2 separate regions of the Mus musculus genome follow, and region 1 is linked to region 2. A link is a contact called in public HiChIP or PLAC-seq data. All regions are on one chromosome and are shown on one strand. The core of a region is the stretch at or near the end of the contact, and the rest is flanking DNA. Distances in the headings are between cores, read along the strand shown.

Region 1 (4,372 bases), core at 985-3,484, 230 kb after region 2:
GCAGTGGTCAGTGTGGACCATCTCTGGATATTGCTGTCACCTCATAGCCTCTTGCAGACAGCCTGCCTAAAGGCAGTTCTTTTTTTTTTTTTTTTTGAGAGACAGGGTTTCTCTGTATAGCCCTGGCTGTCCTGGAACTCACTTTGTAGACCAGGTTGGCCTCGAACTCAGAAATTCGCCTGCCTCTGCCTCCCGAGCGTTGGGGTTAAAGGCGTGCGCCACCACACCCGGCCTAAAGACAGTTCTAACCCTCTTCTCAGTCACCTTTTCTTCTTCAAGCTTCTTGCTGGGAGTCACACATGTCACTGGGGGCAAAGCTAGGACACAGGCTCCAGGATTAAGTGTGGTCTGTCGACTACCCCCTTCCCGTGCGCCATTGGTGTTGATTCTCCTTTAAATGTGAGCAAAGCAGTTGTCTCTATACCCTACATTTTTTTCCTTATTTCACAAAACAAACAAACAAAAAAACCAAAATAATAACTATCATGACAACAAAAAAAATCTCTAATAACAATAAAGGAAGCAAAACAAAAGAGCAGAAAAAAAAGAGAGCTCTTTTAAAATAACCAGTAGACCCCCACACTGAAGTGCTTTGTCATGTATCTGTAGGCTTGCCACCACAGAGACCGTAAGCAAATGCTTTTCTCATGGCTGTCTTTCTCAGGATGACTTTTGATGGTCTCACCCTGCATCCTACAGACTGACTGAGTTTACTTTCCCAGTTCTTTGTTGTTGGGTATTTAGATGTCTCTCCTCCCCCTCCCCCCCCCCCCGATTTTATGATGTTAATAAATGATACTTTGAGATGCAGACTTACTGTGATTGTAGATTATTTTCTTAGGGTCAGTTTCCAGAAGCAGGATTTGATGAGTTAAAAGACAAAAGAATTTTTTTAGTTCTCAATGGCTACTGACTCCTAAGTTGTTTTCCAGAGGAGTGTCTGGAGCTCCACTGTGCTGCAACATTGTGGCCCACTGCAGATGCTGAGTGTTTTACAAAGGCTTGGGTCAGGGGTGCACGTGTTCAGTTCTTTCTTGGATCGTGGAAAGGTTGCATATGGCTTGACTTATTCTTCTTCTTAAGCTTTTATTTCCTTTGCTTTTTATGGGCAGCTCCTAGCTAGCTAGCTCAGGTCAATTTTTTTTCCCCCTATGTAGAATTTTTTAGATTCCGGGATTTTACAGATAAAATACAAACCAACTAAATTAACAACTGAGCCCAAATGTCCATCTGTATAATAAATACTTTGGACATATTTTATGGTTGGATTAGCTGTTTGTGATCTTAACTTCCTTACAGGTCACGAGTTAATAGGGTGACATTCGGAGAGTTGGGGGTCTTTTCCTCTTCTTTTTAGACTTCTCTTTGTTCTCCCCCCACCCCCCCGCCCCGCTCCCATTTCCTGTCCCCACCCCCATGCACTATGTTTGTGTCTTTGGAGATAAAAACATAAAAGGAATGGTTTTTAGTCACACGCCTTCAACTCTCTCACAACGCAGCTTTCCTAAATGATGTACTATAGACTGAGAAGAGAATCGCGGCATTGTAACAAATAGCCTGTGACTAAAGCAGGAAATCTCAGAGAGGTGTGTTTGAGGGTGTAATCCTAGCTGGTAGTATGGGGGAGTCTGACGTGTTTTTCAAGTTGGTCTTGACTCACCCTGTTCTTTCTGGAATGTTTGCTATCCTCAGTATGACAGCGTCGCCTTGATGACAGGCTCTCTCACTGGGCCATGCATACCAGGGCCCCAGAACTGGTTTGCTTATTTGCCTGGGGAGAACTGTGGAAACACCCCCTGCAAGGGGGGGGGGGCTTGCCACAGCAGCACTCAGCGTCTGACGGGCACTCGGTGACTGGGCTCCAGGCTTGCACTGGGGATGCCAAGGTTAGGTCTGGCCTCACAGTGCCGCCCTCTCCTCCAACCCTCCCTCACTCCTCCCTCACTTAATGGTGGCCGCTCTACCTGGGTGATGCTGGCCGGGTGCTTGCCTGGTGGGAGAATCTAAAGTTGGCAGTGTAGCCGGGTGTGCGGTGGCTCTGTTGCTATTTAATTTGTTAATGAAACACGGAGCCCATCCCCCCTCCTGCACACCTCTCCGCTGTTTGCGATGAGGCACAATTAATTTATTTGTGCTGTCTGTGGAGGCGGATGGCGGCTAATGCAGTGAGGGCTTTTATCTTTACGTTTGTAATGAAGAGGAGCAGGCTGCTGGCAGATTGACAAGGCTTACAGATGACTCACTAGCCGGCTGCAGATGCTTTCTTCTGAAATAATAAAATGTGCACTCGCAAGCCGGGTTCCTGCGTGAAACAGGCAGAGCTGGTTTGGGAAAGTTCATGCAGAAGAAAGAAGAAGAAAAAGGCGGGAAGCTCCCTGTGGGCTGCCTGGCCCGACTGGCTGGACTGGGGCAGGGCTCCTCTTGCCCTTTTTGGAAGGGGAACTCCTAGCCTCCCCTCCCTGCTCACTCTCCAGGTTGGCTCATTTCTGTTGCCGCAGACACCATGCTCACAACCACCTCTCTTGGGGTCCTATCGTGAATCACGTGGTGAGGCCTGCCTAGGAGGCCCCAACGTTTGCAGCCCATTTGCTCTCAGCCTGCAAGTGTATCTGGGGTTCCTCTGGCCTTTGTGTCTCTGGGTCTGGGCTTTGGTGGTGGCCTTGTTTATCATGAGTGACATTCTGTCACCTACTCTGACATAACAGTTACTATAGCAGTTTATCTAATAACTGCTACTTAATTCAGGAAAACTGCATTTTCTAAGTTGGAGGCATGTGGACTAAAATGACTATTCTCTTGACTTTCCAGTTGGGATATTCTGACATTGAAACGTTTTGTGAGTTGGATTTGTTTTATTCCTCATTCTAGAGATGAGGAAATGGAGATGGGTAGAGATTAAAATAATGTGTCTGTAATCACAAGGGAAGGTACTGACCTTGAAAGCCAAATGTCCAAAACTTGACCTTAAGATCTTTCCATGACACTGATATTCTAAGGATGAAATAAAACATTCATAAATGGCTGACCATTGCAGTTTAAGAATTAGATGAGATTATCTATATATCTATATATATTTATGGTATATTTCTATAGTTCTGTAGGCTAGCTGGAAACCACAAGATACTTAAAAGTTACCTTTTAAGCGTACCTGCAGTTCATGTGGTTTAGGCAGGTGGATTGTCCTGTGTTCGAGATCAGCCTGGGCTGGACTACAGACCGTGACCCCTTAGAACCAATGGGTATGGGGGAAAGCTGAAAGTCTGCTATGGGTCTGAGAAATGCATTGTAAAGTATACTTAAGTACTGAATCAGTTGCAGAGGGCCAAGTGTCAGCGTCCAGTTGCACCTGTCTCCTGTGCCAGCAACACAGACATGAACATGTTATCCTAACTGAGCCAGAAGGAGCTATGGGGATCTTACAGATGGAGCGACTCTGAGGATACTATTCACTTATCTAACCCATGCATGCCCACAATAATCAGCTGAGCTCCCACCGGGCTGGGAGACAGGCTTAGGCTGTGAGCAGAACATGCAGGCCTGTCTCCAAGGAACTTGCAGTCAGTGGAGGAGAACACAGTTGAGCAGGCACTGCCATGGCCAGTGACAGGAACAGTAATGAAGAAGTTGGGACATTCGAGTGCTCCTAGTAGGGTAGAGGGACATTGAGAAAGAGGCACCATAAAGGAGTGGCACTGACCAGGAGACTTGAAGGCTTTTGCAAAAAATTAAACATTAGGTTTTTAGATGTAAAAATTTTCTACCTTACAATTCTCAAATTCAGCTAATGTCAGTTGTAAGTAGGCATGGCAAGAAACTGCTGAACCAAGCCACCCTGGACGGCAAAGCAGACCTGCTGAGCTGCCTGGGATAGTGGAGGACAGCATTCCACAGCAGGGGCTCAAGCTGCCTGGTGATGGTGGGAGACCCGAGCAAACACCATCACAAGAATCTGGTTTACTGACCATCTGGTCAGCTCATTGATTTTTTTTTTTTCCTTGAAAAAAAAATCTGAGGAGATTGGGGCCGTTGTCTGAGATGAACATTGGAGGTCAGAGGGCTGAGGAAATGGGGGCAGTTGTCACTCTGAGATGAACAGTGGAGGTCAGAGGGCTGAGGAGCATGAGCCAAGGGCCTTAGGAGCCCTGGGTTGAGGTTAGCTCCCTGTGGTTGGATTTTGTGTGCCAGCACTTACAGATATTTAATCCCCTCTTCTACCTGGCTGGTACTTATACCCGCTTAATTTGGACAACTACCCCAGTCCAATCCTCTGGGAAGCAAAGGTATTTGGGGTTATCATGTACTGTGGAGGTGGGAGGTGGGGTAAGGGGCTGGTCTTCAACAGCCTATGGAGGTGGCAGGATGTCTAAAGGGT
Region 2 (3,992 bases), core at 674-3,173:
GAGTTTCAATTCCTGCACAAACATCATGACCAAGAAACAAGTTGGGGAGGAAAGGGTTTATTCGGCTTACACGTCCACACTGCTGTTCATCATCAAAGGAAGTCAGGACTGGAACTCAAGCAGGTCAGGAAGCAGGAGCTGATGCAGAGGCCATGGAGGGATGTTGCTTACTGGCTTGCTTCCCCTGGCTCAGCCTGCTCTGTTATAGAACCCAAGACTACCAGCCCAGGGATGGCACCACCCACAAGGGGCCCTTCCCCCTTGATCACCAACTGAGAAAAAACGACCCACAGCTGGATCTCATGGAGGCATTTCCCCAACTGAAGCTCCTTTTTCTGTGATAACTCCAGTCTGTGTCAAGTTGACACACAAAACCAGCCAGTATAGGGGTAGAGCATGTGGGAGCCAATGTCATATGTGCGGAGGTCAGAAGTCAAGAGTCTGTTCTCTCCTACCACCACATGAGTCCCAGCTATCAAACACAGGTCATCAGGTTTGTCATCAAGTGCTTTTAAGCCACTTCAAGCCATCTTGGCAGCCCACCTTTTCTAACTTTATAGAGGGAAATATCCTATCTTTTGATTTTAAAGAATTCTTATAAAGAATTAATGTTGGAAGTGATACATGTCTATAATCTCAACTACTAAAGAGACTGACTGGGCAGGAGGATTACAAGTTCAAGGTCAGCCTAGGTAATTTAGCAAGATCCTATTTAAAATTCAAATTTCTTTTTTAAAGGGGTTAAGACGGTAGCTTTGTGGTAGAATGCTTGCTTAGTGTGTGGAAGGCTGGAATTTAATCCCCAGGTTGAGGGAGGAAGGGAGGGGGAGGGAGGGAGGAAGGGAGGGAAGAAAAGGAAGAAGGAAGGAGGGAGGGGTAAGTTAGTTGAATGTTATTGATGGCTTCCTCCATATCTGCTAAAACATTCCTTAAAGATTTATTTTAATTTTATGTATATGAGTATTTGCCTGTATGTGTATATGTATAGTAAACATGGGTGCAGTGCCTATGGGGGCAGAAGAGAGGTCAGATCCCCCGGAACTGGTATTGCAGCTGTTTGTGAGCTGTCATGTGGGTGTTAGGAACCAACCCAGGTCCTCTGAAGAGCAGCCAGTGCCCTGAACTGCTGAGCCATGCCTCCAGCCGCTCAGAATAATCTTATATTTCAAAACATTTCATGTACAAGTTTTGAATTATTACCTCAGTGGTGCTAATTCTCTGTCCTCTGAGATTGCTTGTAACTGATTTTGAGACTTTTTCCTGTACTTTTGGGAGGATATTATTTATGATTTATTAAACTATTCAGATAATTTCCTCTCTCTCTCTCTCTCTCTCTCCCTCTCTCTCTCTCTCTCTCTCTCTCTCTCCGATGTATGTGTGTGTGTGTGTGTGTGTATACATGGATTGTCAGCAAGCACAGTTGAATATACACCACCTAGACTAGTTAGCACTAGGTTAAGTGCTACATGGTAGATATCCCATGATTCATCAAGAACAAACAAAAGCCCCTAAAAGCTATCACCTCCCCTCTTCCTGGAGTCTTAGGGGCTCCCCTGGGAGATTTTAGCATTTCCCCCACTGGACCCCCATTAGTCAGTCTAGGTCAGTGACACAACCCCACCAGGGAACCTGCTCGTGTGGCCTCTTCCCAACACTTTGCAGAAGGTGACTTCCTGCATACCTGTCCTGGTCCTGAGGACACGCTCCTCTAAGTACCCACAAGTGATATCTCCCTGCTTGTGTCCCAGTGTTTTCCTTAAGTGTGTCACTCACCATGGCAAATAATTATCCTAGCTGTATCCTATTATCTAATTGCCTCCTGTGTCATTATGTGTGTCCCCTGAGTCCAGCATCCCTGTAGGGACAGGGTGGAGGGAGGCTTCAGGTCTGTTTATTTATTTAACACAAGCTGCTCTGTGCTGCTAAGTATGTGGCAAACACTCAGAAACCCTCTCTGAGTAAGCAATTGGGTGACTCAGTAATTCTCACCTTACTCTCAGGCAAAACCCAGATTCTGGCCAGGGGCGGATTTGATCAGCTTTAGTGAGCTGGATTAGATTAGCTTTAGTGAACTCATTAGGAGAAAGAAACAAAAGGGTTTCCACAAGGGGCCATGCTTATCTTCCAGGCTGTCAAATTTGTCTATCCATCCTCTTCCATTCAAGGCATGGGTAACTGTTGAGTAGTTCCTGGGAGCTGAGAATGGAAGCTTCAGGGTTGGGGACACACACACACACACACACACACACACACACACACACACACACAGAGAGAGAGAGAGAGAGAGAGAGAGAGAGAGCCTTCCCTGGTTTCATGGTGTTCCCAGTCTAGTAGCAGAAGCTGGTTTTAAGCAAACCAACCAACCACTAGCTACACAGCTACAAATCGTGCTAAGTATCATAAAGGGGAGAGAATGGTGTGGATACCTGCAGTTGGTTTTCTCAATGAGCAGGGTTTTTCAGATGACAGGTTAAGCTGAGATATGCAAAGGTCCTGAGGTGTGGGTTGTATTGTTCCTTAGAGAGGCAACCAAAAGCTAGTATGTGACTGGAGCATGATGAGTCAGGGTGGAGTTCTATGGGGTGAGCCTGGATGGGGCCTGATGACGGGTAAGGTCCTGTGGTCCAGGCCTGGGCATTTGAGTTCTAATCAATTGATTATATGTTTTCCAAGATGCTGTATGCTAGCCACTTTTCTATTTTCTACATCACTATGATAAAAATGCCTAAGAAAAACAATAGAAGGAGAAAAGATTCAGGGCCATGGATTCATAAGCTTTCTTTCATGGTCAACTGGCTCCATTGACCTAGGCCTGGCGTGAGCCAAAACCCATGGTCGAGGACTCCCTCAGCAGTCAGGACAGACAGATGGACAAAAAAGGCCCTACCTGGGCTGGTGAGATGGCTCAGTGGGTAAGAGCACCTGACTGCTCTTCCAAAGGTCCAGAGTTCAAATCCCAGCAACCACATGGTGGCTCACAACCATCCATAACAAGATCTGACTCCCTCTTCTGGTGTGTCTGAAGACAGCTACAGTGTACTTACATAAAATAATAAACAAATCTTTAAAAAAAAAAAAAAGGCCCTACCTTTTTTGTAATAATGTCGTCAAATCGTGTGTACATCAATGGATTCACTCACTGCTTAGGATAGAATCCTCAGTTCAGTCCTGTATCCAAAGCCCTGCCTCTAAATACTACCCTCAGGACCGAGCCATCAACACGTTAGTTTGCAGGGAGATTTTAAAGCCTAGCCATGATAGCTTTTCTAAGCTAGCTTATGTGCTTAATAGTACCCCATCTAATAAATGTGTATTAGCTCATTTAATACTCTGACTTTACACACCTTAGGCGTTATTTATGTTTTTGAAAAACACAAACACAAAACAAAACACAAAACAAAACAAAAAAAAAACAGGGTCTCATGTAGTACAGACCTGAAGTCACTATGTACTAAATTTGGCCTTGAATTCTTGATCCTCCTTGCCTCCACATCCCAAGTGCTGATATTAAAGAATGTTCCACCACACCCAGCTATATAGCTATTATTAATATGCTCAACTTTCCAGTTGAGTAGCCAAGGCCCGGTGAAAATGGGCAATTACTCTGGTGTGACTAGAATGTTTATGGAGGGACTAGGAAACTCCCAGATCATCCTGAGCCTGCAGAGACTACACAGTGGCTCCCACTTGGCTATATAACTATATCTTTGGACCTTAAGTGGCTGGTCAAGTTTGTCAGAATAAGAACAAGCAGACAGAGGCTCTTTCCATAGTATAGGTGAAAGGTCACAGCTTTGGGCTTGGTGCGCTCTATCACTGAAGAGCAACGGACACTCCCGGGTGGCAGAATGGGGAAATATATGTGGGAATGAATAGATTTGATATATTTAGTCTGAAATAAAACACCTTGAAGGCACATTTTTATTAATGTAGAATTTTTAAAAAGAAACAAGAGGACTCAAGCTATATCACAGCACAAAAAGGAAGATAAA

Evidence for each region. HiChIP or PLAC-seq counts read pairs in DNA pulled down with a chosen protein or histone mark.
Region 1: a FOXA1 HiChIP or PLAC-seq map of pancreatic cancer cells shows a contact between it and region 2. The contact joins two enhancer-like sites. A contact is called at or near these places in 1 of 15 datasets of contacts at CTCF or cohesin (the NIH/3T3 cell line), 1 of 484 Hi-C or Micro-C datasets (embryonic stem cells) and 1 of 115 datasets of contacts at active chromatin or transcription factors (pancreatic cancer cells).

Annotation. Positions count from the first base shown.
Region 1 is chr7:112,718,592-112,722,963 of GRCm38.p6, forward strand. All of the region lies in intron 1 of Tead1 (TEA domain family member 1), which reads left to right. Among named protein-coding and RNA genes, the nearest start is that of Tead1, 41 kb to the left of the region's middle. Within about 2 kb of position 2,235, at least 151 of the 459 cell types and tissues checked have an H3K27ac peak or open chromatin away from gene starts, as enhancers often do. A contact at or near this core is called in the NIH/3T3 cell line and pancreatic cancer cells, where this site is marked.
Region 2 is chr7:112,489,973-112,493,964 of GRCm38.p6, forward strand. The region is part of intron 1 of Parva (parvin, alpha); the gene reads left to right. Among named protein-coding and RNA genes, the nearest start is that of Gm45998, 41 kb to the left of the region's middle. Within about 2 kb of position 1,924, at least 44 of the 459 cell types and tissues checked have an H3K27ac peak or open chromatin away from gene starts, as enhancers often do. A contact at or near this core is called in the NIH/3T3 cell line and pancreatic cancer cells, where this site is marked.